Linked DNA regions of Mus musculus: regions 1, 2 and 3 are each linked to region 4. Evidence: chromatin contacts called from public HiChIP or PLAC-seq and promoter capture Hi-C data. All regions are on one chromosome and are shown on one strand. Each heading gives the region's core, a stretch centred on a gene start, on an enhancer-like site or on the middle of the called end of the contact. The rest is flanking DNA. Distances are from core to core; before and after follow the strand shown.

What was found. Promoter capture Hi-C pulls out the DNA fragments that hold promoters and counts their contacts. HiChIP or PLAC-seq counts read pairs in DNA pulled down with a chosen protein or histone mark. Capture Hi-C pulls out chosen DNA fragments and counts their contacts.
Region 1: a contact with region 4 is called in an H3K4me3 HiChIP or PLAC-seq map of pro-B cells, with 4 times the contacts expected there. The contact joins the promoter of Tmem234 here to the promoter of Spocd1 in region 4. A contact is called at or near these places in 1 of 39 promoter capture datasets (neural stem cells), 1 of 484 Hi-C or Micro-C datasets (CD8 T cells) and 2 of 115 datasets of contacts at active chromatin or transcription factors (pancreatic cancer cells and pro-B cells).
Region 2: a promoter capture Hi-C map of adipose tissue shows a contact between it and region 4. The contact joins the promoter of Kpna6 here to the promoter of Spocd1 in region 4. A contact is called at or near these places in 7 of 39 promoter capture datasets (the C10 cell line, cranial neural crest, embryonic stem cells and 3 more), 3 of 484 Hi-C or Micro-C datasets (bone marrow-derived macrophages, cerebral cortex and embryonic stem cells), 19 of 115 datasets of contacts at active chromatin or transcription factors (the 230-238 cell line, CD4 T cells, T-cell acute lymphoblastic leukemia and 11 more) and 4 of 9 other capture datasets (adipose tissue, embryonic stem cells, liver and 1 more).
Region 3: a contact with region 4 is called in a promoter capture Hi-C map of pre-B cells, with 2.8 times the contacts expected there. The contact joins the promoter of Fam167b here to the promoter of Spocd1 in region 4. A contact is called at or near these places in 4 of 39 promoter capture datasets (fetal liver, hematopoietic stem and progenitor cells, liver and 1 more) and 1 of 484 Hi-C or Micro-C datasets (uterus).

Annotation. Positions count from the first base shown.
Region 1 is chr4:129,597,806-129,605,101 of GRCm38.p6, reverse strand. Tmem234 (transmembrane protein 234) reads right to left here and starts at 4,422. Exons shown (of 5, transcript NM_029748.3): 1 at 4,371-4,422; 2 at 3,968-4,119; 3 at 2,841-2,907. The coding sequence starts at 4,386. Eif3i (eukaryotic translation initiation factor 3, subunit I) reads left to right here and starts at 4,454. Exons shown (of 11, transcript NM_018799.2): 1 at 4,454-4,508; 2 at 4,601-4,693; 3 at 6,060-6,147. The coding sequence starts at 4,506.
Region 2 is chr4:129,669,178-129,676,942 of GRCm38.p6, reverse strand. It overlaps Kpna6 (karyopherin (importin) alpha 6), which reads left to right and starts at 4,176. Exons shown (of 14, transcript NM_008468.4): 1 at 4,176-4,266. The coding sequence starts at 4,263. It overlaps Tmem39b (transmembrane protein 39b), which reads left to right. Exons shown (of 9, transcript NM_199305.2): 9 at 135-591. The coding sequence ends at 377.
Region 3 is chr4:129,573,307-129,580,348 of GRCm38.p6, reverse strand. It overlaps Fam167b (family with sequence similarity 167, member B), which reads left to right and starts at 1,769. Exons shown (of 2, transcript NM_182783.2): 1 at 1,769-2,231; 2 at 3,054-3,534. The coding sequence starts at 1,974. The coding sequence ends at 3,284. It overlaps Lck (lymphocyte protein tyrosine kinase), which reads left to right and starts at 6,708. Exons shown (of 13, transcript NM_001162433.1): 1 at 6,708-6,834.
Region 4 is chr4:129,923,452-129,930,379 of GRCm38.p6, reverse strand. Spocd1 (SPOC domain-containing protein 1) reads right to left here and starts at 1,613. Exons shown (of 15, transcript XM_017320505.1): 1 at 1,582-1,613; 2 at 177-1,131. The coding sequence starts at 1,583.

The sequences.
Region 1 (7,296 bases), core at 3,173-5,672, 330 kb after region 4:
AGCACTGCTGGCTTCGTGACTTTTGCCGTTTCCAGTTAACATGGCTGAGCTACACAGAGAATGGGCTCATGTCCACAGAAGTGACTCGAGGGAGGCTTAGGGCTGCCTCTAAGTTCAATGCTTTATCAGGACTCAGCATCAACACCTCTGAGGTCTGACACCAGCCTCGCTGTTTGCTTCCCCCTCAGCCCCCCCATGAATTAATTTATTCACTTTACATTCCTATTGCTGTCCCCACCCCCAATTCCTCCTTCCCTTTTCCTCTAAGAGGGAGGAGTCCCACTTTGGTATCCTCCCTCCCTGGCACATCAAGTCTTTGTAGGGCTGGGTGCATCCTCTCCCACTGAGACCAGACAAGGCAGCCCAGTTAGAGGAATGAGATCCACAGGCAGGCGAGAGCTTTAGGGACACCCCGCTCCAGTTGTGGAGGGACCCCTTCCTTTCTCTCTTTAAAGATTTAGGTGTGTATGAGTATTTTGCTTTCATGCATGTGTTGTACCTATGGAGGTCAGAACCTTCTGGAACAGTGTGTGTCATCATGCGCTGCTGGGAATTGAACTGGGGTCCTCAAGAGGAAGAAGTTCTCTTAACTACCCAGCCACCTCCCATTCCTGCTTAGATAATAAAAATAAGATCCTGACAAGTTCCTAGCTCACACTTGCATTCCCAGCACTTAGGAGGCTGAGACAGGAAGACAGCCAGGAGTTCAAGGCCATCCTGGGCTATACCTGAATTCCAGCCTGGCTACAGAGTAGGATCATTTCAAAAACAACAGCCAGGCATGCTGGCACACACCTTAGTCCAAGCACTCAGAAGGCAAAGGATGTGTATCTTTGTGAATCTGAGGCCAGCCTGATCTTAGGACAGCCAAGACTGCACAGAGAGAACTAACCTCAAAACAATACAAGAATGAGGTCTTTACCCTCAAAGAGAATGGAGATTTCAAGGCCAGAGGACAGACAGGCACTCTAGGCACAGCAGAATGAGTGTTCGAGCATACCACTCAGCTCCCAGGGTTAGCACTCGCTGGGCACTCTGTGCATTGTGATGCATTTCCACAGCACTTACCACTGTTATAAGGGAAACAGCGACTGAACAAAGTCATATACTCAAAGGCTTAAGGTTTCTGTTTAGAGAGAGGCTGGCCAAGGGATGGGTAAGATGCCTCAGTGGGTAAGGATGTCTACTGCCAACCTGACTTTGGTCTATAGGAGCCACATGAAGGGCCAAATGCTGTTTTATGATCTCAACAGGCACAGGTACATTAACACACTCACACACATACACACGTAATAAATATTTAAAAATCATGAGAATCCAGAGAGATGGTGCAGAGATTACGAGCACTTGCTGGGTTTGTTTCTCACACCCACATGGCGAGTCACACCCACTGGCTGCCCTCACACTCCTTGTAGCTGAGGCTGACCTCCGCTGACCGTGAGCTCCTGAGTACTAGGATTACAGGTATGACCACAACGCCTGACTGCTCCACTTTTAATGAACACCCTAAATTTGATCCCTAACACTTGTTAAATTTCTTGAGACAGCCTGGCCTAGAACTAAGTGTTCCAGGACACATTACATATCCCAGAACGTCCATGACCTTGTGGCTCTCTTCCTGCCTTCGCCCTTAACCTCTGAGTCCTGGGGTTACAGGTATGAGCAGCTGGGGGGTGGGGGGGAGGAAAGAGAGAGGGAGGGAGGGAGAGGGAGAGGGGGAGGGGGAGGGAAGGGAGAGAGGAAGAGCGCAGTTATACCGGGAAAGGTTTTGTTTGTTTGTTTGTTTGTTTGTTTTAAGCTTATTTATGTATGAGTATTCTGCCTGCATACCAGGAGAGCACATCAGATCCCATTACAGATGGTTGTGAGCCACCATGTGGTTGCAGGGGATTGAACCAGCCAGCCAGAGTTCAGAAAGAACTAGAAAGGGCGAGCTTACTCAGCAGTGAGTCTCCAAGTGACAATTACATCAGGCAGATAAAAAATACATTTACAAAGGCAAGCATAATAAACTGCCCATCATCTCCATGAATATAAGCATGTCTGTTTCAGAAGGTCATAATATAAATAAAACATATAGTCTGATTAATAGGAACAGTCAACAAACACTTGGAGAAAGGATACTGATATTGATTGAGCCTCTCTGATATTGTCAGGGACTTGGCTACATTCTTCCCATAGACTGAATTAATCTCCATAACGCTATGAATCCCACTATATAAAGTCAAAACTCAAATAAAGGACTTACTCCAGGCCAGGCAGGGAGGATACAGGGATCAAACCATCAGCGTGTCACTTACATGGCTGCTTGGGGAACACCTACAGCCCTAGCACTTGGGCATGAGGCTGAGAACTTGGAAGCCAGTCCCAGTTAGATAGTGAGACTCTCCCAAAAACAACAAACAAGGCAGTCCGGCCAGCCCAGCCGCTCAGTGGGGAGAGGCATTCGCCATCAGGACTGATGGTCCCAGCTCCTTACTAGAATCTACAAGACACAAGGAGAACCTACTCCTAAAACCTGTCCTCTGACCAAACACACACTGTGACACATGTGCACACACAAAATAAATTCTAATAGAAAATGAAAACAACCATCAAACACACAGCAAACGTATCAGGAAAACCCCCTCCTCCCAGATGATAAAGGACATCACCACTTAGGAGACCACAATGAGCCTCCTGCTGCCGCCGCCGCTGCACACTGACTCGCCTCACTGGCCCTGTGACCCACAGAAGGACCAGAAACCGGTGCTCTGCCTCATTGACAGGTGCAAGGTCTTTCAGGTTCCCTTCGTAAAATATGGCGTCCACCCCAGAGAAGACCCGAGCCAGAGACCCACCTGTTGATGCCAAAGTCAAGTAGTAGAGAAGGGATCCACTCTGATTGAGGAGAAAGGGCATCAGGTACTAGAAAGAGGAGAGACCTGTCAGGGGCTGCCTGCGTGTGCAACGGCTTTCCCAGTTCTCAACCTTCCTAATGCTGCGACCCTTTAATCCAGTTCCTCATGTTGTGGGGACCCCCCAACCATAAAATTATTTTCATTGCCACTTCACAACTGTAATTTTACTACAGTTATGGACTGTCACGTAAGTATCTGATATGCAGGATATCTGGTGTCAGACCCCTTGCCAGTTGTTACCCAGTTCGAGAGTCCCTGTTCTGGCTTGCACCTTCCCACGGGGGTTGGCATGGTTACAAATGCTCAGGGACCGCTCATGTGTTTGAAGACCCCTTAGAGCAAACAGAGAAACGCATTCAATGTACTCTATTGCCTTAAATGCCCTCTCCCTCGTCATGGCCAGTTCCCATCGTCCCTGCTGGTATAAGGCCTTGAGTGACAGTGTTACCCCTTCTAAGTAGCCCACTCCATGTCCTCCAGCTTCATCTCTCTGTACAGAATTCACACAGTACTATAAATATAGTACCTCTCTCCTTCCCCCTAACCCTCAGAGTAGGGCATATCTAGCTAGCTTACATAGGCAGCCATGGGCAGTTCTCGATAGCTTTCCTTATGTTCTACCCCAGGGCAAGTTGAGCCGAAAGAAAGCTCAACTTGGTGATGATGACCTTAAGAGTAGTCCTGGAGCCTGGCAGTGGTGGCGCCTTTAATCCCAGCACTCAGGAGTCAGATGCAGGCTGATCTCTGAATTCGAGGCTAGTGAGTTCAGGGTAGCCAGGGATACACAGAGAAACCCTGTCTCCAAAAACAAACAATAAGCAAAAATAGTCATTGATTGAACATGTACCCTGTACTAGGCCCAATGCTAAGTGTTTTATGTGTCTTACTTGAGTTCTTATATCAGCCCTATACAAGGGTTATCATTAAATTTTCCATTTTTTTGACGAAACAGACTCACAGAGGATAAATGACTCTTCCAGGAACTTCTAGTGAGTAAGAGATGGGCTGGGAATACGGCCGACCTATGGTGAAATTTTCAGGGGCTCGTCCGTGAGAGCTAGACGCACCTCAGTATTCCCGAAGAGAGCCTTTATCTCCTGCAACAGCTGCCAGGCCCACGTCCGCTCACGCACTTGCTCCAGGCCGGAGGAGGCTCGCTTCAGCAGCGGCTGCGTGCCACCCCACAGTGCGGCCACCAGCACCAGAGCAAGCACCTGCCCTGAAAGCAAAGGGTCAGAAAGTCACCCGGGTCCTCCTCCGGCCTCCTGCACCCTGCTGCCCGGCTCCATCTCCCTCCCTCCCTCTTCCCGCCGGGCTGTGATCGGTCGGGAGGACCCGCCCAGAGGGCGGCCGAAGTGAGACCAGGGTGCGTGGCTCAGCATTCCTGAGGCTCGGGGATGCCAGGAGACTGAGAACAGAGCTCCCGAGCCAGAGTCGGAGCCCGCGGAGGTGGGGGGCCCGGCTACCCACCCCAGGACGCCGCCATGAAAACGCCAGGCCCTTCTACTTCCGGGAGCGAGAGGGCGGAGCCCCCGCATCCGGAAGTCGTCCCTAGTCTTTTTCCGGTCCCACTCACATTGCCTCTCTCCTCGCGTCACCGCCAGGATGGTGAGTTCCAGGCGCGGCGTGCTGCCGTCGGGGGGCCTCAGTAGGCATGGGACGGGGTTCCCGGCACTGACACCCCGGTTCTGTCCCCACAGAAACCCATCCTGCTGCAGGGCCATGAGCGGTCCATCACGCAGATCAAGTATAACCGCGAAGGAGACCTTCTCTTCACCGTGGCCAAAGACCCTGTGAGCGACTGCGTGAGGGCGGGCGGCCGGGGGTCCGGGGCGGGGGGCCCGGAGGGGGCGAGTTCGCGCCGCCCGGACTGCGGGTGGACAAGGTTTACTGCCTGCGGGAGGGAAATTTTTCTGATAAGTAGGGAAAACCAACCCCATACCGCGGTAGGTTGGCGACAGCATTCCGCCAGGGAAATCTGGAAGGGAAGGGTACCTAGCCAGGGAGAAGAGAATCAGGAGACTGGAAGGGAGCCCAGGGACAGGACAGGACAGAATCAAGTGGTCTGTTCAATCCCACTTTGTTTCCTTTGGGGATTGTCTTTTGAGGCATTTGCATTGGAGGCAATAAACTGATAGTTAACAGTGGAGAGTTAAGTCGGAGCTTGAGATCTGAGCCCTAACTCCTGCTCCTACTAAGCAGTGTGACTTTGAACATGACATTTACCTTTTCTATAAACCACAGTTTTCCCTTTTAATAAAACATGGAGACTTTAATTAGCTCCCTCAGCAGAGTGAGGTCATTTCTGTAAATCGTTTTGCACTGTACCCGATGCATGTAAGTCACTTATTTTAAGTTTCATAGACATGGTTTCATTGGAGCTTCACAGCTGCCCTTTGAAGAAAGCTGTTGACAAGAGTGGGGTATCTGTCCATGGTGGCCAGCACACCTCTCCATCCTCCTGCCTCAGCCTCCTGGTCTTGGGAATACAAGTGTGTGCTACCACACACAGCCCCTCCCAGTCATTTTTTTTTTTTAATGTATGTGTGTGTAATGATTTTGTTTATTTTATGTGTATGGGTGCTTTGCTGCATTGTATGTCTACATAGCATGTGAGTGCCTGGTGCCTGTGAAGGCCAGAAGAGGATATCAAATCTCCTGGAACTGCAGATACAGATTGTTGTAAGCCATCATGTGGGTGTTGGGAATCAAACCCAAGTCATCTGGAGGAGCAGCCAGTGCTCTTTAAGCTCTGAGCCTTCTCTTCAGCTCTCCTAGCCATTTAAAGGAAGGGAGCTCTGTATTTAAGATCACACAGTGAGCTAGTGACAAAGCAGTGGAGCCCATACATCCTTACTGTCATCCGGAGTCAATTGAACAGGACCCGAAAGGTTTTTTTTCACACTGCAACTCAGGTTGGCCTTTACCTCTTCTGACTCCAGACAAAAGCACATGAGGATGCTATTGGAGGCCTGGCTCTTCTACAGCTTATGTTAGGAAAGGAGGAGAACCCAGGAGCTGGGCGGTCCTATCAGCTCTTCACTGGTAAATGAGCAGAAGGCAAACCTGGCTTGGCTAGAGCCTGCAGAGGGTTTGTAGTGCAAGCTAAGCTATTGATTATTTTGGGATGTGACCATCCTATCATTTTACTCTTTCCAGATCGTCAACGTGTGGTACTCTGTCAATGGGGAGAGGCTAGGCACCTACATGGGCCACACTGGAGCTGTGTGGTGCGTGGATGCTGACTGTATCCTTTTGGCCATGGGTTAGCCAGCCTTGGAGATACTGGCTTTGGCATGTTGTGGCGGTCTAGAGAATAACACTCCCTACTCCCAGCTACTTCATCCTGTGGGAAACTAGGACAGGTTCAAGTTTGGGAATTCAGAGGTCAGGGCACTCTGAGGTAAAAGTGAGAAAGTCTCTTTGGGACTGACCTGGGAGATGCTCTGATGGCTTCCAAGAAGATATGGACTAGGTGGACTATGTATTCTTATTTGTATATATGTGCGTGGTGAATCTGTGTGCACAGGAGTAGGGACAAATGGAGGCATCAGGTCTTAAGTTGTTCTTCAACCTTTTTTTTTTTTTTTAATCTTTTTTATCATTTTTCTTTTCCCTAAAGATTAGGGGTTTTGGTTTTGGTGTTTTTTGGTTTTTGGGTTTTTTTTTTTTTTTTTTTTTTGTTTGTTTTTCAAGACAGGGTTTCTCTTTATAGCCCTGGCTGTCCTGGACTGTCACTCTGTAGACCAGGCTGGTCTCTGCCTCCTGAGTGCTGGGATTAGAGGCATGCGCCACTACTGCCCAGCTTAAAGATTGGTTTTATTTGTATGGGTGTTTTGCTGCATATGTGTCTGTGTACCTTGTGTGTACTTTGCTAGCCATTTTCCTTTAAATGACAGAAGGCCGCAGATCCCTTAGGACAGGAGTTATAAATGGTTGCGAGCTACTATGTGGGTGCTAGGAACCTAACTGGGTCTTCTGGAAGAGCAGCCATTGCTCTAACGACTGAGCCATCTCTCCAGCTTTGTTTGTTTGTTTGTTTGTTTGTTTAGGGGTTTTTGGTTTGGTTTTTGGTTTTCTTTTTTTTTCTTTTTAAATTTTTTTAAGGTTTATTTATTTTATATGTGTGAGTACACAGTAACTATCTTCAGACACACCAGAAGAGGACATCAGATCCCATTACAGATGGTTGTGAGCCACCATGTGGTTGCTAGGATTTGAACTCAGGACCTCTGGAAGAACAGTCAGTGCTCTTAACTACTGAGCCATCTCTCCAGCCCCTGTTTTTTGGTTTTCAAGACATTGTCTCACTATGGTAGCGTTGGCTGTCTTGGAACTCTCTGCAGACCAGGTAGGCCTTAAGAGATCCACCTGGCTGGGCGTGGTGACGCATGCC
Region 2 (7,765 bases), core at 2,927-5,426, 260 kb after region 4:
CACATACACACACACACAAACAGGGGTTCTCAAGAGCTTGTTCCCTCTACCATGCTTCAAGATCTCATCCAAGAAGCAGGTTTCTGGAGCATGCCCCCTGGCTGCTCTCCGCCTACCCCATCTCTCTTGGGTAGTTCTTTTTCAGCAACCCCCTGCGGATCCTCAACATCCTTTTGCTGCTGGAGGGTGCCGTCATTGTCTACCAGCTGTACTCCTTAATGTCCTCAGAGAAGTGGCACCAGACCATCTCCCTGGCCCTCATCCTCTTCAGCAACTACTATGCCTTCTTCAAGCTGCTCCGGGACCGCCTGGTATTGGGCAAAGCCTACTCCTACTCAGCCAGCCCCCAGAGGGACCTGGACCACCGGTTCTCCTGAGTCCCAGGGTGATCCTCCAAACAACATCCGGGCTTCACCCAGGGGCTTCCTGGCCAAGGGCTCTTGGGGTTGGGGGGGAGGGATACAAAAAACAAAAACAAAAAACAACAAAAAAAAACCAACCCACCAGAGCTTTGTATTTTTGTTACGTACTGTTTCTTTCTTTGATAATTGATGTGGTAAGAAAAAAGTCTTATTTTTATACTCTGAACAAGCCTGTGTCCTGTGATTCTTTCTCTTGTTCCTGCCTTTCAGTCAGTCAGAGGTATAGGCATGTGATGGCTTCTGTGACGCTCCTTCTCAAGTGGCTGAGAGACTCGGGGAACCCCAGAGCCCACGGTGGCCATGGTGGCTGCTACTAAAAGAATGCAGTTGTGTACAGATGCAGCTGTGTTTATTACTGCAGGCCTTGCCAGCCCTATGAAGATGTGTGCTGTGTGTGTTCACTCCCACAGGTGGTAACATGGCTACAGAGTGCTAGAGCTGGGATTAAAAAAAGAGTCCTGGGGCTGGAGAGCTGGCTCAGCTGTTAAGAGCAGTGACTGCTCTTCCGAAAGGTCCTGAGCTCAAAACCCAGCAACCACATGGTGGCTCACAACCATCGGAAATGAGATTTGACGCCCTCTTCTGGTGTGTCTGAAGACAGCTACAGTGTACTTATATATTATATATTATAAATTTTAAAAAAATCCTCGCCGGGCAGTGGTGGCGCACACCTTTAATCCCAGCACTTGGGAGGCGGAGGCAGATGGATTTCTGAGTTTGAGGCCAGTCTGGTCTACAGAGTGAGTTCCAGGATAGCCAGGGCTACACAGAGAATCCCTGTCTCGAAAAAACCAAAAACAACAAAAAAAATTTTTTAAATCCTCTAAAAGGTGGTAACACTGTTGTCCTAGAAGAATATGACTTGATTCTCCCAGCATGTAGTCACTGCCACCCCGCCCTGTCCCAGATGATGGTGACAGGCCAGGATATTGCTACACTGGGGAGGGAATGCTGGCAAGATGGGTCAGAGGGTCAAGGCTCTTTGTACCAATCCCGACAACCCAAGTTCCATCCTTGGGACCAACACGGTAGAAGGGAAGACCTGACTGCTATAAGTTGTCCTTTAGCTTCTCTATACACACATATATTAAATAAATGTAACTTTACATACCTTTAGATTTATTTTATGTGTATGAGTGCTTTGCCTATATATGTATATGCTCCATATGTGTGCCTGGTGCCCTTGGAAGTTAAAAGAGGGTATTGAACCTGCTGAGATTGGAATTGCAAATGGTTTGTGATTCCCATCTGTTGGGAATCAAACCTGGTCCTCTGAAAGAGCAGCAGGTGCTCTGAATCGCTGAGCCAGCCCCAAAAAGGTAATTTTTACATTTTTATTTCTTTAAAAAAAGCACAATAGGGACCGTGTTGGAACTCTCGGTGCTTCCGAGATGACAGTTATGGTTGCTGGGGTCACTAGGCGGGCATGAGGAGGAAAGCCACCCGAGTGAGAGTGAAGCACCAAAGGGTTGCTTAACTCCAGTGTGTCAGGAGCCAGCTTCTGACCCTTGAAAGTGAAGAAAATTCCTGAGAGCAGGCAGTGGGAAATTGCTACAAGAAGAGCGATACAATGTATTTAGTTACCTTTCTGTTGATTTTTGTATTGGTCTTTTTCATATTTGTTTCCTTTCCAGAGCTCAGGACTAAATCCAGGGCCTTGTGTTATTTATTATATGTAAGTTATTATATGTAAGTTTAGCTGTCTTCAGACACACCAGAAGAGGGCATCAGATCTCACTTCTTTTTTTTTAAAGATTTATTTATTTATTATATGTAAGTACAGTGTAGCTGTCTTCAGACACACCAGAAGAGGGAGTCAGATCTCGTTACAGATGGTTTTGAGCCACCATGTGGTTGCTAGGATTTGAACTCCAGACCTTTGGAAGAGCAGTTGGGTGCTCTTACCCACTGAGCCATCTCACCAGCCCCAGATCTCATTTCTGATGAGAAATGCTAGTTTGTTTGCTTATTTATTTTGTGTGTGTAGTACATTTGGTTAATAGCACATGAGCAAAGATAGCATGCAATTTCAGAAGTTGGAGATCTCTGTACACCAGGGATTCCAAGGCACTTTCTCTTTTCTTCTTTTTCTTTTTGTTGTTTTTTGTTGTTTCTTGGGGGGAGGGTTGGTTTTGTTTTTGTTTTGTTTTTTCGAGACAAGGTTTCTCTGTGTAGCCCTGGCTGTCCTGGAACTCACTCTGTAGACCAGGCTGGCCTTGAACTCAGAAATCCGCCTGCCTCTGCTCTGCCCGGCTGCCACAAGCACTTTCAACTATTGGGCCATCTCTGGTCCTTTCTGTGGTTTGTTTGTTTTTTAAGAATTTATTTATTATATGTAAGTACATTGTAGCTTTAGACACCAGAAGAGAGCATCATATGTTACTACGGATGGTTGTGAGCCACCATGTGGTTGCTGGGATTTGAACTCAGGACCTCTTGAAGAGTAGTTAGTGCTCTTACCCCCTGAGCCATCTCACCAGCCCCGCTGTCTCTGGTTTTAAAGACAGATGGGGCAGAACGATTTTGGAGATAAGTGAGATAAGGAGGTTGATTATTGTGATAACAGTATTCCTTTTCCTCAAGTCATAGAATTTGACTTTTGAGTTGTTTCACTTTATCGGCCAGGCATTTGGTTAGAATTGGCAAGATTGGACGTAACCCCGGCTCTGTGTGTTGATGTGGAAGACTGGAATGCTATCATGCAAAATAAGGAGGTTAATAAGCATCAGCCCCAAATTCCTTGATTCAAAAGGCACGTGCTTCAAGGTCCTCATCACTAAAAAAGGGAGCTCATTGACCTGTTATTTATTTGTTTGCTTGTTTATTTGTTCATTTATTCATTCAATAGCTATAAGTCAGACACTGGAAGGTGGTGGTCATACTAGTCAGCAATATAGAACTGACCCTGTCATTAAAAGGTTACTGGGCTCTGCCCCTACCCCACCACACCCTTTTGCTGGAGAAACAAACTCCCTCTAGTGTGATAGCGCACACCTGTAACCTCAGCAGAGGGGAGGTGGAAGAAGGAGAATCTAGAGTTCAAGTCTAGGATATCTGAAACCCTGCCTCCCGTAAACAAACAACTGGTCTGGGAGCCTTTTACCTCAGCACTTGGGAGGCAGATAGGTGGATCGCTGTGAGTTTGAAGTCTTTCTGATTTATAAAGGTCCAGGCCAGCCAGAGATACATAGTAAAGATCCTGTCTCAAATGAACAAAAACAATATTCAAACCCCAGCTTAATCTCCACTCCTTTTCCTTATCTCCGGAGCCTTGAACGAATCACTTCCTCTCTCAAAATAATTATTTAGTTCAGGGTCTATACAGGCTTAATTATGAAGAATTTTTGGGAAAGAAGGTCTCGCCATAAAGAAGAAATAAAAACAGAAAGAGATTGGATCTCCAGGTCCAATCGTTCTGCCCCTTCTGCCTTTAAAACCACAGACAGCAAGGACCAGAGAGATGGCCCAGTGGTTTAAAGTGCTTGTGGCAACCGGGCGGTGGTGGCGCACGCCTTTAATTCCAGCACTTGGGAGACAGAAGCAGAGGCAGAGAGTTTGACACACTTTGTTTTGTACATATTCCTTCTAGTCTCCCTCCAGCCTCGGCTGTCTATTCCATCCCTAATTGCCATCTTTAGTGGCTGCGTTCTCTTTAAGCCCGCCCCTATCCTGATATCCCTTGGAGGGAAGGGGGCGTGAGGGTTAAGAACGCGTTTTAGCACGGTATAAAACGTTTGTCCCCGTCAGGCCGCCGTCCTGCAGGTCCGCCATATTGTCTGCCGAGGCTACCGCTGAAGCTACCGCTGCGGCCGCCGCCAAGTCCGAGCGAGCGGAGCCGCGATGGGTGAGTGAAGCGGCTCAGGAGATGGGTGTTCGGGCCGAGGTGTCGGGGAGCGGGGTCTGGCGAGGGCCTGTCTCTCGTCCGAAGCAGATGTCGGAAGCATCCAGAGAGGCATGGGAGGAGAAGGCAGATCGGGAGCGCCCCTCGGGCCAGTTTAGGGCTGGCGTAGGGCCGCCCGCACGGGGAGCAGCCCTGGGGGCTTGTTCCGCACTGCTAGCGTCCTGGGCTGTCCCCACGTGGTGGCCTCGGGTCAGAGCTCGCGCTTCCCGGGGTAAGCAGAGCCCTGCCCTCTCGCCCTGCGCCTGCCGTGGATCCGGGGGCCGGGCTCCGGGCTCCAGCAGCAGGCCTGGCCGCGGAGAGCCTGCTTCCTCGGGCTTTTGGACGCCGGGCTTCTGAACCAAGTGAAGTCCTAGCTGCCTACGTAGAGGGTAGAGTCCTCTGGAGAGGAGACCCAGGGCAGGCCAGCTCCGGCCCGGTAACCAAGGGCCGGCCGGGTCCAGCAGAGCTTGGGCCTTTGAAGGCCAGGAAAATGTCCCAGTCGGCGCAGGAATGGGGTGGTTCGGCTAGACTCAGTGACAGCCTTCGCAGTGGTAGAGAGACCAAAGCCAAGACTTCTTGGCACAGACAGGTCAGGGACTTACTGTTTCTGGGCCAACTCTGGTTAGGAGAAAAAGAGAGACCTGTTGATCTTTTTTAAAGAGCATTCCGGATACGAAAGCCGTTGCTCAAAAGAATACGATGATGGTCTTCGAATTCAGAAGTGAAACCAGTATTGGTAATTTGTTGGCATCAGTAAAGTGAAAAACTTTAAATTTGCCAATCTGTACGTGCAGACGTTATTGTCAGTGCTTAACGTGTCTTGTTTAACCTAATTGCAATCTAGTGGGATAGGTGCTGCTGTTATTCCTGTTTTGCAGATGGGGAAACTGAGGCTTAGAGTGGTAAAGTAACTTATCCAAGGTCACGCGGTGATTAAACCAGGGTGATCACTCCAGAGCCCTAGGAATTAACTGGTGCCTTTTATGGGCTGGCCCTCTAGTGGTGGGATGAGAGAGAGGGGGGACAGTTTTAACCCTGCGTAAAGTTGGGAAGTTGTGTTTTGATATGGGTCCAGTTTGAAATCTTTAGTCTGAATGAAAGTGGAAAAGTTTAGAGTGAATTGCTGACCTCCGCCTATTGTAAAGAGTAGTGCATTTCTAAAGTTTGCTATAATCTCTAATTCTGAGGAAACAGAAAAGACTTTCTCTGCCAGTGATTTCAGAATCAGATCTGGCCTGCCACTTCCCACCTCTCATCCAGTTTTCAAACAAAACTGTGCATAGAGAAGGCGTCTAACACACTGCAACAAGCCCTACGTTCCTCCATTTCTGAGCCTTCACATCTCTAGGAAGGGAGTATGTGTAACCTAGCAAGAACTCTGCAAACAATGTAACAGCATTCTTCCCACCCTGAATACAGCGAGCGGTTCTTTTCCCTAAAGCACTCTACACTTCCAGATCCTCTGGAAAGTATAGATTGATTCTGGGAGGTAACTGGAGCCCTAGAGGGAAAGGCATCGTCTGTGAGACGTTTTTTTAGAGATTGAGAAACAGGCTTGAAGGAGCTAACATAGCTGATGAGAGTCAGCCAGGAACGACATTCTTTCACATTTTACTTCACAGCAGCCTCTAAGATTTAAGGCATTAGATGGGTGGTGGCGCACGCCTTTAATCCCAGCACTTGGGGAGCAGAGGCAGGCGGATTTCTGAGTTTGAGGCCAGCCTGGTCTACAGAGTGAGTTCCAGGACAGCCAGGGCAACACAGAGAAACCCTGTGTCAAAAAACCAAAACAAGCAAACAAAAAAGTTCTTCAGTGCAAGAATGAGACATGAAAGAATTTTTAGTATGTAGAGGTAGGTGACTTTTCAGCTAACTTCAGTGACCAGTCTAATATAAGGATATATTTAATCACAGTGTGTAGTCCTCGGTAGTTTGAGGAATCCCTTTAGCAACAGTAAATTGATGCTTTGAGAAGATAGGTAACTAGTGCAAGGCTAGCAATCTAGGCCCGTTGGGTACTGGTTATAATAGAGCCAGCCTTCCCTCCCAGAGGCCCGTGTATGTCACTGCCTCTCCTGTGTTCCCTTCCAGGACCTATCCTTTATACTGTTTGCCTGTGTTGGCCATGCAACTTTTTTTTTTTTTGGTTTTTCGAGACAGGGTTTCTGTGTAGCCCTGGCTGTCCTGGAACTCACTCTGTAGACCAGGCTAGCCTCGAACTCAGAAATCCACCTGCCTCTGCCTCCCAAGTGCTGGGATTAAAGGTGTGTGCCACCACTGCCCGGGTGATGCAACTATTCTTGACCATCTCTAGCAAAGACCTCGACCTGATGAATTCTAGTGGGTACTGGCTGTCTTAACAAAATTTCCACTATCTCTCCAAATCCAGGGAGTCTTGGTTAGTGAAACTTCAAACCAGTCCTTGTTGTAATCCATTGTCCTAGGCAATGTTGATTTTAGGCTACTTAGATCTAGATCTGAAGGTTCTGGAGCTTCTGGAAGAGTTATTTATTTATTATTTATAAAGTTTTATTTTATGTGTATATATGAGTACACTGTAGCTGTCTTCAGACACACCAGAAGAGGGCATCAGATCCTATTACAGATGGTTGTGAGCCCCCATGTGGTTGCTGGGAATTGAACTCAGGACCTCTGGAAGAGCAGTTGGTGCTCTTAACCACTGAGCCATCTCTCTAGCCCTTTTGTTTTCTTGTTGTTGTTTTTTAGTTGTCTGGGTATTGAACCCAGGCAAAATCATAGAATGGTCTTGAATAGTCATGTACCATATAACAACTTTTCTGTGAAGAGTACATTGCGGTTATGATGAAATGCATAGGATTATAAAGCCGGAACTTGTCTAGAGAACGTGTAGCTGAAGAAGCTCTTAGTGTGGTTTGTTGTTGTTGTTCTTGTTGTTTTTTTTTAGACAGGGTTTCTCTGTGTAGCCCTGGCTGTCCTGAAACTCACGCTGTAGACCAGGCTGGCCTCGAACTCAGAAATCTGCCTGCCTCTGCCTCCATACACTTAATAAATTGAACTGGAGATATGCTTAGTGGTTAAGACACCAGTTGCTCTTTAAACTGGGGTTTGATTCACAACTGTAACTGCAGACCTAGGGTGTCTGACACCTTTAATCCCAGGACTCAGAGGCACAGGCAGGTGGATCTCTGAGTTCAAGGCCAGCCTGGTCTACAGAGTGAGTTTCATTCTGGACAGCTAAGACTACAAAGAGAAACGCTGTCTTGAAAAAGAAACAAGAAGCCTTTTTTAAAAACTGAGTGTTTTGCCTGTGTGTACATGTGTGCACACTGTGTGGCTGATGCCTGCAGAGGCCAGCAGGGGACTCCAGATCCCCCAGACCTGAAGTCTGGATAGTTCTAAGCAGCAATGTAAGTATTTGGAAGTAAACCCAGGTCTTTTTCAGAGTTATTCTAAACCACTAAGCCATCTCTGCAACAGCTAC
Region 3 (7,042 bases), core at 520-3,019, 350 kb after region 4:
GCCTAAAAAGAGAAAAGAATTGTGATCTCAAGCGCGCGTGCACACACACACACACACACACACACACACACACACACACACACACACACACACACATACACACACACACACACACTTGGAAACAAAAGACTGCTATCCCGCAGAGGAGGCAATCCAGGCCGCACCCCCTTATGGAGAAGCACTATTTGACCTTAGTGCTGTTTCATTGGCTATTCAGGAGAATTTACCAAACTACATATTTAGATGTGTACGTTTCTGTTTTTGTCTCCTCCTCTGCTTCCTCCCCTTCCTTCTCTTCTTCCCTTTCCTCTTTCTCCCCCTCCTCCTCTTCCTTGGTTTGTTTTGTTTTTGAGTCATGGTCTCCTGTATTCCAGGCTGACTTTAAGTTTGCCTGGAAGAAACTTCAGCTGTGTCACCACACTTGGGTCCCGTTAGGTTTTGGGTTGGTTGCTTTTTGTCTCCCCTGTGAGTCAAGGAGCACTGGAGAGAATGCAAACTCCACTTGGGCTGCCACTGCTCCTCTGCTGGCTCTATTTCTCTTCTCCTTCTCTCCTCCTCCCCCTCCCCCTCCCCCTCTCCCTCCTCTCCCTCCTCCCCCTTCTCCTCTTCCTCCTCTTCTCCTTCTTTCTTTTCTTTTTTTTTTTTTAAGACAGGATTTCTCTGCATAGCCCTGGCTGTCCTGGAACTCACTTTGTAGACCAGGCTGGCCTTGAACTCAGAAATCCACCTGCCTCAGCCTCCTTTAGTGCTGGGACTAAAGGCGTGTGCCACCACGCCTGGCTTTCAATTTTTTATTAGATATTTTCTTCATTTACATTTCAAATGCTATCCTGAAAGTCCCCTATCCCCCCCCCCCGCTCTTCTCCTTCTTCCTCTCTCTCTCTCTCCCTCTCTCTCTCTCTCTCTCTCTCTTTCCCTACCCCTCCACTCTCTCCCTAATTGCTGGTGCAAACCCTAACCCTTGAGCACACTAGGAAAGGTTTTACTACTGAGCGGAATCCCAGCCCTGCTCTTGTTGCTGAGAGCAATACAGAGGTTTAGAGACACCTGAGAAACATCTGGGTGGTGGTGGCACACACCTTTAATCTCAGCACTCAGGAAGCAGAGGCAGGCGGATCTCTGTGAGTTTGAAGCCAGCTTGGCCCACAGAGCAAGTTCCAAGCCAGCCAAAGCTACAAAGAGAAACCTTCTCTCAAAAAAAGAAAACAGAAAAGAAAAGAGGAGAGAGGAAGAGAAAGAGGCAGAGGCAAATTTCTGTTGAAGCTTATCCTGGTCTACATAGGTCTACATAGTAAGCCTGCACATTGTTCTAGGCCGGCCATCATTAGAGATGAGATGAACTCCTTCAGTCAGAGCTTTTTCAGTGATTGCCAACAGAACCTAAGGGCCGTTGGAGTAAGACTTGGTGTCACCGACCTGTCACAACAGAGGCTCAAGAAGTGACTGAGCTACCTAAAGTCCCCTCAAAGTAGCACCAGGGCCCAGGGCTCCTGACTCCCAGGCTAGGCAGCTGGACCCTATTGCCTTGCAGAAGGGCTAGCTCTGTAAAGAGGAAAGAGCACCAGCCAGTCAGCTGTCTCTTCCCCTTGACTCCTCTGACTTGGGTCTTGGGAGGAGGGCCAAGCCGGCTGTGGACGATGCTTTTCTTATCCTGCTGCAACTTCCTTTCTGGGAACCAGGAACCTGAATCTGGGCAAAGACAATAAAATTCATCTGAAGGGCTCCTCCTGCCCCCACCCGGATGGGCATCACGTGGCCCCTAGTTAGCAAACCAGGAAAATTCCATCTCTTGCACACTTAGCCTCACATACCCATCTGCTCACTCAGCCTGGCACACTTAGCGTCCCTCACCCACCTTCTCAATTCAGCACACACTCTTGGCACATTCTTTTCAACCTCATCTTCTTTCACTTCTCACACGGCCAAATAGCCAGCCTTTCCCTTACTGTCCCGTTGGTCACCACAGACCTACCATGTCCCTAGGGCCGCTGAAATTCCAGGCAGTGGGAGAGAAGGGTGAGGAGGATGAGGAAGAGAGCTTAGATTCTCTGAAGGCCCTGACTGCCAAGCTTCAACTGCAGACCCGACGGCCCTCATACCTCGAGTGGACTGCCAGAGTCCAGAGCCGGGCTTGGTACAGAGCCCAAGCTAGACCTGAGCCAGTCGGACCCGGGGCCATCTGTGGCTTTGACTCCATGGATTCTGCGCTTGAGTGGCTCAGACGGGAGCTGGTGAGTCTGGTGGGTTAGATGGACTTGCATGGGGTCTTTGAGCCAGTCCCTCTAAAGGCCCAAATCTGTGAGGTTGGAAGGAGATGAGAACAAACCAATGTCCACAGTAGTTCCTCAGTGCTGTGCCCTAGGACAACGGAACCAGGAATTCAGTTGCTCGCTATCTTATTTGCAGAGCCAAATCTGGAGAAGTAGACCGTAGAGCACAGGTTCTCAATCTGTGGGTCTCGACCCCTTTGGGCATCCAAAAGCACTTTTAGACAGGTTGCATATCAGATATCCAGTATATCAGATATTTATATTTAAAATTATTTAAAAGTCGTAGCAGTGGCAAGATTACGGTTACAAAGTAGCAATGAAAATAATTTTATGCTTGGGAGTCATCACAGCATGAGGAAATGAGCTGTATTAACGGGTCCCAGCATTAGGAAGGCTGAGAACCACTGCCCTAAAGAGAAGAGACAGTCAAGTAAAAAGCAGAAACCGACCCTGCTGTCAGTTATAATCTGAGGAGGGCAGAGTTGAATATTAGCTGTCAGCCCACCATGTGCAAACATAAGGATGTCCAGTTCAGCTCAACGGGTCATCACAGTTAATTTGTGATGGCGTACCAGACGTCTATATTTGCATACTAACGGTTCCTTGGCTTGGCTTGAGAATCACCCATCCGGAAAAAGATCTGCGAGACCGAGGCGGATGAAGTTAGGTGAGAAGGGGATTGCGAGCTGGACTATGCAAAGAGTATTCCCAGAAATGGACCGGCGGCTGGGCTGGTGAGCCCGGAGGCTAATCTAGCAAATTTACGCCCCCTTTTGGTCACAGCAGGAGATGCGGGCTCAGGACCGGCAGCTGGCAGGGCAGCTGCTCAGGCTGCGGGCCCGGCTGCACAGACTGAAAGTGGACCAAGTCTGTCACCTGCACCAGGAGCTTCTGGATGAGGCTGAGCTGGAGATGGAGTTAGAGTCTGGGACTGGCTTGCCTCTGGCCCCACCGCTGCGGCATCTGGGACTCACGCGCATGAACATCAGTGCCAGACGCTTCACCCTCTGCTGACAGCAGACTTGGGTGTCTCTTGCAGTATCTGGGGAGAAAGAAGGAAGGAAGAGGGACCCCGGAGGCTCTGGCTACCTGCTGGGGAAGGTGGGCACACTTAGGTTTCCAAAAGCTGAATTTAGAGAGCACAGGATGGAGGGGAGGAGGAGAGGAAACTCGGGCCCCAAATGTCTTAATAAAAAATGCATTGAATCCCATCAAGGTTTCTGTAGACTGTCACAGAGCCTAAATAAATGTTGTTGTATATTCATCCTGTGTCACTGGGACTTTAGGGATTCCACAACAGGAGACAAGATGGCACCAGGTGTCCCCAACAGCTCCCGATCTATTTCTCTAACTTTATCAAATTCAAAAGTGAGAAAAATTTAAATGAAGATGAAGATTCATTGTGTTTTTTGATTGTGTGTGTGACCAGAGAGGCCAGAAAAGGATTAGCTGAGCTGGAGGCACAAGCTGTTGTAAGCTGCCTGTTGTGGATGCTGCCTACGGAACTCAGGTCCTCTGTGAGCAGCAACGGGCTTTTTTTCTCCAGCCCCCAAACTTAAAATCTTCTGCCATTCTCATGACAGGTGGTCTAGGTAAATTGAAGACTTGGAGAAAGCAGAAAGTGGTAGTTCTGTGTCATCTCTGCTATTTATTTATTTTTTTCTTTTTCTGTTTTTCTTTTTTTTCTTTTCTTTTTCTCTTTTTCCCTGATGCAGGGTCTCACTAGGTAGCTCCGACTGTCCTGAAGCCCATACTGGCCTTGAACTCACAGAGATTCACTTGCCTCCGGAGTGCTGGGGTTAAAGGTGTGCACCACTCTGCCCGGCTTCCCCTATTTAACTCTATTAGACACATAGTGGGAAAATCAGGCCACTATGAGACAGATCTCTATGATCTTGACGCCAGTCTGCTCTACAGAGCGAGTTCTAGGTCAGTAAGGACCACCTAGAAAGAGACCCTGTCTCCAAAAATCCAAAAATAAGCAAACAAACAAATTAAGAAAAAAACCCAGGGCCTGGTGAGATGGCTCAGTGGGTAAGAGCACCCGACTGCTCTTCCGAAGGTCAGGAGTTCAAATCCCAGCAACCACATGGTGGCTCACAACCATCTCGTAACGAGATCTGACTCCCTCTTCTGGAGTGTCTGAGGACAGCTACAGTGTACTTACATATAATAAATAAATAAATAAATAAATAAATAAATAAATAAATAAATAAATAAATAAATAAATGAAAAAAAAAAAAGAAAAAAGAAAAAAACCCAGCTAGTTGCTAATTCTTGCTCCACGGGCAGCTAGATATGCATTACTTTAGAACACACACTTTAGAATTCATGCACTGCTTGTCAGCACCGTGCCCCCCAGGCGGGTGCTGAAGCTGAGGTGAGCTGTAAAATGCTAAGGTTTCTAAGTGAGGACAGCAGGGCGGTATATCAGGTCTGGAGACACATCTGCCGGCTCTGTCATTCTCAGGGTTGGGTTGTTTTTTTTTTTTTCCTTCTGTGTGACTCTCAGCCTTTGTTTCTGTGTTTCTCTCTTTGTCTGACTTTCCAACTCAGACTTCCTCCCCCCCCCCCCCCCCGCCATTTCCTGTTCCCCCTTCCCTCTGCAGCTGAGGTGCACACAGCTTCAGCTCCTACCTCACAAACCCCAACAATGCTCTGTGGGCTCCCCTCCCCCTGCCTGCTCACTCAGCGTAGCTCAAGAGGTGACACATTTACACTTTCTTTCCAGTGAGGTCAGGACCCATTCTTGGCCCTGATAGGGGCCATTTGGGGTTCCTCACATCACTGGTGGCCTGGCCCTCTGCCTGTGAGGGACACAATCCTCATTTTTGCCTGCTGGCAGCTTGTTGTGGAGTTCTTAAACTCCTGCTGATGTCAGAATGTCTCTGCCCGCCACAGATACCTGTGCAGTATGCTTGCTCGGTCCTCTACCGGAGGCAACTCGTGGTTATGGCTATGCGCTCCATTAGGGGTGTGGCCTTGCCTCTACTTGAATTACCATTCTGCTGTGCTGTCCTGTCCCCTGCCTGTTATTCTATCTATCTATCTATCTATCTATCTATCTATCTATCTATCTATCTATCTATTATCTATCTACTATCTATCTATATCTACTATCTATCTATCTATCGATCTATCTATCTATCTATCTATCTATCTTCTATCTGTCTCTATCATCTATGTATCTATCTATGTATCTCTGTATGTATCTATGTTTGTATGTATCTATCTACCTATGTATCTATGTATCTATCTATGTATCTATGTATCTATCTCTATCATCTATGTATCTATGTATCTCTGTATGCATATATGTGTGTATGTATGTATGTGTGTATGTATGTATGTGTGTATGTGTGTATGTATGTATGTATGTGTGTATCTACCTATCTATCCATCTACCTATCATCTATCTATCTATCTATCTATCTATCTATCTATCTATCTATCTATCTATCTATCGAAACAGGGTCTCTTTATGTAGCTCTGGCTGTCCTGGAACTTACTGCATAAGTTAGTCTGGCCTGAAACTTGCAGAGATCTGCCAGCCTCTGCCTCCGGAATGCTGGGATTAAAGCCTTATGCCACCATGCCCCAGCCTGTCACTAGGGCCTTAAGACATGAGGTTTTCTTGTCTTCCTCCTGAAACAGACTGTCAACAGTCGATCCTTAGGCACAGGATGACATGGATACGGCTCTGCCAGTGAATGTGGCTGCTGTTTTTACTATAGTACATATAACCTTGTCACCAACTATCTAACAGAGATAGATGCTGTCCAGGTTCAACTCTGAACAAGAGATGCCTTTGGCTGTCCGGCTAAATTAAAGGCCACCCAGTTCTTACATAGCACGGCTGGAGTTGAGTGCAGCGCCATTTCCTTCCCTGTGAGCTAAACTGTAGCTGCTGTGTTCTGCTCACGGGGGCAAAGGCTCTCTTCTCTTACCCAGGAGTATCTTGGAGGGTAGGAGGAGTGCTCCATCAAACAGCCTTCCCCACCATGTTTAGTGACCTTCAAGGGGAGGAAGAGGCAAGTGAATCTCTGTGAGTTCAAGGCAACATAGCAAATTCCATAACAGTCAGGGCAACACGGTGAGTCCCTGCGTTAAAAAAAAATCCTCTCATTGGTTGATGACGACGACGACGATGATGATGATGATTGGACTTGAGGGGTCTAGGCTGGTCTGGAACTCTGTATGTAGCCATTCCTGTCTTCACCTCCAGAACGCTGGGAATATGGACCTATGCCATCACACACAGCCTTCCTCCCTAAGTGCCTCCCTCAGTATGAGTAGAAGCTGGCCTAGAGATGTATGGGACCCAAGAGGCTGAGGGGGTCTAGGTCTATGGCAGCAGGAAGCCTGAGGTGCTGGAGGCTTGTGGTTGGGTTGCTGGGGCTGGGTTGGCTGCAGAGCCCTCAGGAGACAGGAAGTCAGGGTGGAACGTGGGCGCGAGGAGACAGGTGGTGACTACGACGGCGAGGGGAGCTGACACCGGGTCCAGGCAGCCAAGCCAGGCTAGGAGCATCATGTGAATAGGCCAGAAGGCTCCCAGGCTGGGCAGGTAAGGGGTACTGGGAACAACAGTGTAGAAGGGGGCAATGGTGGGAACCAGACAGCAGAACACTGCGTCTGTGGAGGCCTAGGCTCCTTAGGTGTACAGAAACCTTTCAGAAATGCCTTCCTGGAGGTTGTCTGAGCTGGTGGCTCTTGCCTCTGCCATCTGCTGTCCATCATTTCCCACCTTAGGAGGAGCACACTCCTGGGAGAGC
Region 4 (6,928 bases), core at 364-2,863:
GGGGATGCGGTTTAGTCATAGAGTGTCTGTTTAGCGTGTGTGAGGCCCTGGGTTCAGTCCCCAACAAACCAAACAGAACAAGTCCGAGAGAAGACGCTCAATAAGAGACACTGGAGTTTACTTCTGTTAAGTGCCACACCCAGCCATCCTACCCTAAACTATCAGCTTCAACTTACCAGTCTGGGAAAATCCTTTTTACTGGCTCCCTCTGCGTGATCCTGGCTTGAGTCATCTGGACTTGTCCAAGGCCGCTTCTTCACATGTGTAGGTCTTCTCTGCTCTAGGGGTGCACCATCGAGCCCACCCAAGGGCTCTGGGGAGCTAGCACAGGAATTGGCTGGGGCAGAAAGTCCTTGTTCCAGCTCCATCCTGGACCCTGACTGGGCCTTGTCCTCTGGCCCCACCGGGTCAGGTGGAGTGCCAGGGCTGCCAACCACAAACGCGGGCTGTACTTCCTGCTGATCTGTAGAATCCTCAGTCAGCACCTCTGGGTACAGTGCTGGACTCTGAAGAGGCTCCTGGGTGACCAGACTAAGGGGCTCGCCTCCAAAGAGCCCTGGGAATTCAAAAAGGTGATCAAGGCTGTCTGGCGCAACCCCATCCTTAGAAAAGAGCATGTTTTCAACCTCGGTTTCTACAGCACATTCCACCCAACTTCCACCTGGCTCTCCAGGCTCAGTGTCCTTAGAAGAAAGAAGCCTTGGGGGACCTGCAAAGGCCTCTGGAGAAGCACACTCGGGAGGGTCCCCATCTGGTCTTTGACCAAACCTCAGGGAAAAACCTGACTTTTCCTCCTCCTGGGGACAGATTCCACACTTCCTGCATTTCCTTCGGAAAGGGGGCAGGACTGGAGATGGGGGCGGGCCCTTTGCACTGAGCCCCTCTTTGCTGAGTGTAGGATCCTCTGGGGAAACCATTCCTTCGACAGTGGTGGCTTGTCTAAAGCTGGGGCTGCTGGCCTCTTCCATTCCTGCTGGCCCCTCTGTACAGACCAGTACTCTATCTGGGAAGTCCAGTGATGTACCACAAAGACTTCTGGAGCTTCCAGTAGCCAAGAAGTCACACAGAGAGTCCTGGAACCTAGACAATGTCCTCTGTCCACCAGCCCTGGCTAAAAACTTGTCAACAGGCCTATGTGGAAAAGAGGGAGGTCTCAGGGAAAGCCTGACTGGGTAGTCCTCCCCGGCTTGCCAACTCACCTCCTAGACATGCTCCCTCCCCCGACCCCCACTCCTCGCACTAGTCTGCAGAAGGGAAGCTATCCAGATAGGGCCACTCCTCTGAGCTTCCCAAGAGCTTTTTTACCCTTTAAGCTTTCTGCTTAAATGAAAAAGGGTAAAAGTCACTACTTATCAGTGACACTGTGAAATGAGGTATCTCGCTTCACCCTAGCTGGTTCAGAGACTGCCCAAAAGCACACAGAGAGCAGAAAAGAGGAGATTCTCCCAGAAATGCAAAAGCCAGCTCCACACGGAGCAGAAATCTCAGCCCTATCTATACCCCACTCCTATAAACAGGACTCTGAATCAAGCCAGTCCCTGAACGCACTAGGACCTCCGACCTAAAGCTCCAACCGCTTACATCTGAGCTGCTACAGCTCCTTCTCCTTCTACTCCTGGGGGGCCGGGGGGGGGGGTTGAGGGAAGAAGCACGTGATGCGGAGAAGATGGTCCTGGATCCAAGGGGTGGGAGGCAGGACCTGGTGGTGCCCAGCAACGGCTCCCTAGGGGTGCTGGCGTTCTTGTCCAGCAGGAGGCGCTCGCTCCCTGCCGAGGGCTTCTGGGAGGAGGTGCCAATCATTCTGCCTCCACGCGACCGGGCGGGGTGCGGGGTGCGTGGGCAAAGGAATCGCAGACCCCCCGGATGCCGAAAGCTGCCTAAGATTGTAAACAGAGTGGAGGAGGTGTCTGAAACCCCTGGGGATTGTTAAACTCAAATCTGATTATTTTTCCTAATTAGATATTTTAATATTGTCTGGCATACAATATATCTAGACACACATGTGCCTTCTAGTCGAATAGAACGTCAAGAAATAGAAAAGTTTAAACTTCCTCTCATTTCTCAACCCTCTACTCTGTGGAACTTTGGGGTTTTTCTTTGTGGTCGATTTTGTTTGCCTGATTTCATAGCTATGGGTGACACTCCCATGCACATATCACTTGGCTCTTAAAATTTAAAAACCAAGTGATATGGCACTTAATAATCCATTAATCTATTAATTATTTATATTTATTGTTAATAGTATAATTAGTTGTTGATTATATATATTATAATTTATGATTAATTAGTTATTGATCCCACATGTGGTGACTTTATTTACTATTCTTTCCCCCCTCCACCCAGTTTTTAGTTTTTGAATATTTTTTAATTTTTAAAAATTGAATGTATTGGGCATGGTGGCCCATACCTTTAATCCCAGCACTCGGGAGGCAGAGGCAAGCGGATTTCTGAGTTCCAGGCCAGCCTCGTCTACAAAGTGAGTTCCAGAACAGCCAGGGCTATACAAGAGAAACCCTGTCTCAAAAAAAAAACGACAAATAAATAAATAAATAAATAAATAAATAAATAAATAAATAAATAGGAGGAGGAGGGAGAAGGAAGGGAAAGAGAGAGAGACAGAGAGAGAGAGAGAGAGAGAGAGAGAGAGAGAGAGAGAGAGAGAGAGAGAGAGAGAGAAGCAAAGTAAAATGTGAAGTCTGCCCAGCACCACCCTCTGCCTTTGAATTCAGAGGCCAGCCTGGGTGTATAAGACCCTGCCCCGAATTAAATAGATACAACAAATAAAATACCAGTTGCAAGGGATTCTGGGAAGCCACTTCCACCTCACCTCTTCCCAAGAGAGCAGGAAGGCACACTGGAATGGGAGAATGGAAGCAATATTTGAAAATATCTTTCATCTAATTAATATGTCAATTGCTTTCTCTCTCTTATGAATTTTGATTTGATTTGGCCTCATGAATCTCAGACTGGCCTAGAAATCAGTAAGTAACCAATGGGAGCCTTAATCTTCTCACTTCCAGGGTGCTGGGATCACAGGTGTGGACTACCACAGTGGTTTATGCCATGCTAGGGATGGAGCTAGGGTTTCGGGCATGGTGGGTAACCACTCTGCCCATTGAGCCACATCTCCAGGCCCTCAGTGGGTATTTTTAAATATCAGTCATGTGTTAAAAATACCCCATGTCCGTGGGGTATTTTTAAATCTCACATTACTATTGTGGATTTATGTGTCTAAATTCCTGCTTTAGATATTTCAAAACCACTTTTTAAGAAGCATTCGAAAAATACTTTTTTTTTTAAAGTATGGAACTCAAGGATAATGTTTGTCTTAAAAGCTTATTTATTTCAGCGTAATTTCCAGCTTGGGAAGAAATAAAGGTGCAAATGTATATATTTCTAGAATCTCCGTGCATGCCTCGCCTGCTCTCCTGCTTATTTGCTCTGTGTGTTATCAAGGAACACTCCCTACAGCTCAGCAGCCGGCCACAGGGCTGTCTGCTAAGCTCTGAATCCCCTGTGACCTTTGGGTCCCAGGCTCCAGCTTGGGCACTGGAGTGTCCTTGGCTCTGCCATCTCCTGTTCTAAGGTGTCCTTGTCACTCCTTGTTTCTCACAGCCTTGAACAGTTGTTGAGGGGGACCGTACTCCTCTTGCACAGTGCTTATCAGCTGGGGTTTCTCTAATGGCTTCCTCCCGCATTCGGCCTTCTTCAGAGTGCCACTGAGGGGAAGTGTCTTCTGTCACGTCCTACTGGGGCAGGTGACAGCTCCCAGTGACATTAACCTTCACCACGGGTAGAGTGTTTTCCGGATTTGGCCACGGCCAACTTGCTATTTTAAGAGTGTTAAGATGGAGAGAGGTAGTATTTTCAAAGGCTTTTTCAAAGTGGCGTTCTACAACGTCAAACAGAAAAACAATGCAGCCGGCTCCTCCTAACATTCTGCCTTTGCTTTCTGTATTTTCCTTGTTCCACAATTAATATATATGATAGAAAATTTGTTTGTTTGTTTGTTTGTTTGTTTTGAGACGAGTGTCTCTATGCAGCTCTGATTGTCCTAAACTCAGTGTGTAGACCAGGCTGTTCTTAAACTCACAAAGACCTACCTACCTACCTCTGCTTCCTCAGTACTGGGATTAAATTTCTTTTTTTTCTTCTCTTTTACTTTTGTTAAGATTCACATTATTTCTGCTGGGCAGTGTTGGCCCACACCTCTGACCCCAGCCCTCCAGAGGCAGAGGCAAGCGGATCTCTGTGAGTTCAAAGCCCGCCTGTTCTATAGAATGAGTTCTAGGACAGGGAAACCTTGTCTTAAAAGAAAAGGTTTTTTTTTTCTTGCTTTATTTTGAGATATGTGTCTTTGTGTCTGTGTGTGCACATACCATGTGTATATGTATGTTTGTGTTTGTGTATCTGTGTCTGTGTGTTTGTGTATCTGTATTTGTGTGTGTACCTGTGAATGTATGTATGAGTGTGCGTGCCTCCAGAAGCCATAAGAACGCCAGATCCTCTGAAGCTGGAATTATGGGCAGGTGGGAACCACCAGACATGGGTGCCGGGAATTGAACTCAGGTCCTCTGAATGAACAGCACATGCTCTTAGCTGCATAAACTAGAGGGAGCTGAGGGAGGGTGACCCTGGCACCATAGGTAACTGCCAGAGAAATGAGGAGTGCTCTACTCTCCTGAAACCCAGCTATGCTCCCAAGGGGCTGTGCCAATTTGCTCTCTATCAGCAGTAAGTGTACATCTGCAACATCCAGGATCCTCAGGCTTATACAGTATCTACTGTAGGTGATGTGTGTGTCTCTCTCTCTTCCTCTCTCTCTCTCTCTCTTCCTCTCTCTCTCTCTCTTCCTCTCTCTCTCTCCTTCCCCCACAACCCCCTCTTTCTACTTCCCTCTCTCCTGTCATAAACACATCTTGCTTTTTTTTTTTTGCTGTATTTCTTTTAAATTTAAAAGTAGAACTCAGAGAGATCTGCCTGCCTCTGCCTCCCAAGTGCTGGGATTTAAGGTGAGCGCTACCACTGCCCGGCTTACAGAAGTAGAAATAAATTTTATGTTTCCAATGAGTTATCGGAGGCTGTAGGAGAAGTGGCTGGGCAGGGCTGGAAGGCTGGACCATCAGAGGAACTGAGGGAGTGTGTAAAAATGGGGGCCACAGATGGAAGCAAGCTAAAGGCTTGGTAGAGAACGGAACAAGAAAGAAGCAAACAGATGGCCTCCAGGAAACAGGACAAAATTCGCACCCAAAAAAGAGGTGTCTTAGCACACATTGTATTGCTGTGAAGAGATGTCATAACCAAGGCAACCCAACTGAAGGCTTGCTCGTGGTTTCAGAGGTCTAGTCCATCATCCTTGTCATCACAGCAGGGAGCATTGCAGCACGCACTGCACTGGAACTGAGAGCTGCATCATGATACACAGACACAGAGAGACTGAGCCTGGGTCTGAGCCAGGGCCTGAGTGTGAGCTTTTGAAACCTCAAAGCCTAACCCAAGTGCCATACTTCCTCCAACAAGGCCACACATCTATGAGTCTCTGGGGATCGTTCTTAATCCGACCTCCACAGGAAGCAAGCAGGGGTGAGAGTGGGACTGGCATGGTCCCAGGCTCCTGCACTTGATGACGGATGTGTTCATAGTGGCCAAACTCACGAACTAGAAAACCAAAGAACAGACCCTGGGAGCTTCCAGCCAGAGGCTCTGTGTCCCAAGGCTCAGTCCACAGGGCTGAGGATCAGACACAGGGCTCCATACATGCATGACCGGACACAACTGTACCCAGGAGCTTCTGAGGTTAACAAGTGGCACTGTCCTTCTAACCCTTTGGGGACTCTTGTAGACACAGTTGTACACTCAGGGTCACACCTGCTGCCACGGGAAGGTTTCAATCCCACAACTACAAATCACTAGATGACACTGTCCTCGACCTTTGACGATGTCACACACATGGCTACACCTCTGAGTCCTCTGGGTTCACAGCCAGGGGTTTATGGTCCTCATCCCACAAGGGCATTGACAGCTACAACCATCAGAGGATGTGACTGCTGCTGGTGACTGTGTGTATGTGCGCGCACGTGCAGGGAACAGGTGGCCCTTTTCCAAGATGGCTAAGTACTGCTGGCACACTGACCAAGGCTGCCAGTGGACACGTAGGACGTCACTGTTGGTGCTGACTTGGATAACCTGGTCAGCTTTCTCCTGTAAACAGGTTCTTCTCCCTCCCCCTCCCCACTGTGAACTATGATGGAGAGGGGAGGTCATGGTGCAAGCACAGTCTTCCACATGGGGGGTGGGGATCTGAGTCCCACTTCCTCACAGATGCAAAAACTTCATCTGTCATTTGGAATGTCACAGGCGAGTTCTGTCCCAATTCCTTGATTACATCATTCAGGGGTTCATCTCAGTGTGGGCTTGGAGATGCTTTATCTATGAAACGTAATTCAATAGTACTTTATTTTGTGTTGAAAATAATCCAGTTTGGGGATTGGAGGGATAGCTCAGTTGACACAGTATTTGCCTAGCATGCCTGATGCTTTGAGTTTGTTCTCCTGCACGAGGTAAATTGGTGATGGTGATCCAGGCTTGCAAAGCCAACACTCGGGGGGGGGGGGGGGCAGGAGGCTTAGACATTCAAGGTCACCTTCAGCCACATGGTAAGTTTGAGGCCAGCTTGGGCTATGTGAATTCTGCTTCTAAAAACAAAGCAAATGGGTCTGGAGACATGGCTCAGGGGTTAAGAGCACTGGCTGCTCTTCCAGAGGTCCTAAGTTCAACTCCCAGCAAGCACATGGTGGCTCACAACCATCTGTAATGGGGTCTGATGCCCTCTTCTGGCAGCAACTTGAGACTCTGCCCTTTCCCCTACCTTGCAGAAATAGCATCTTTCCTCCATCTCAGCCCAGGGAACTTCGAGGTGAGAGAACGT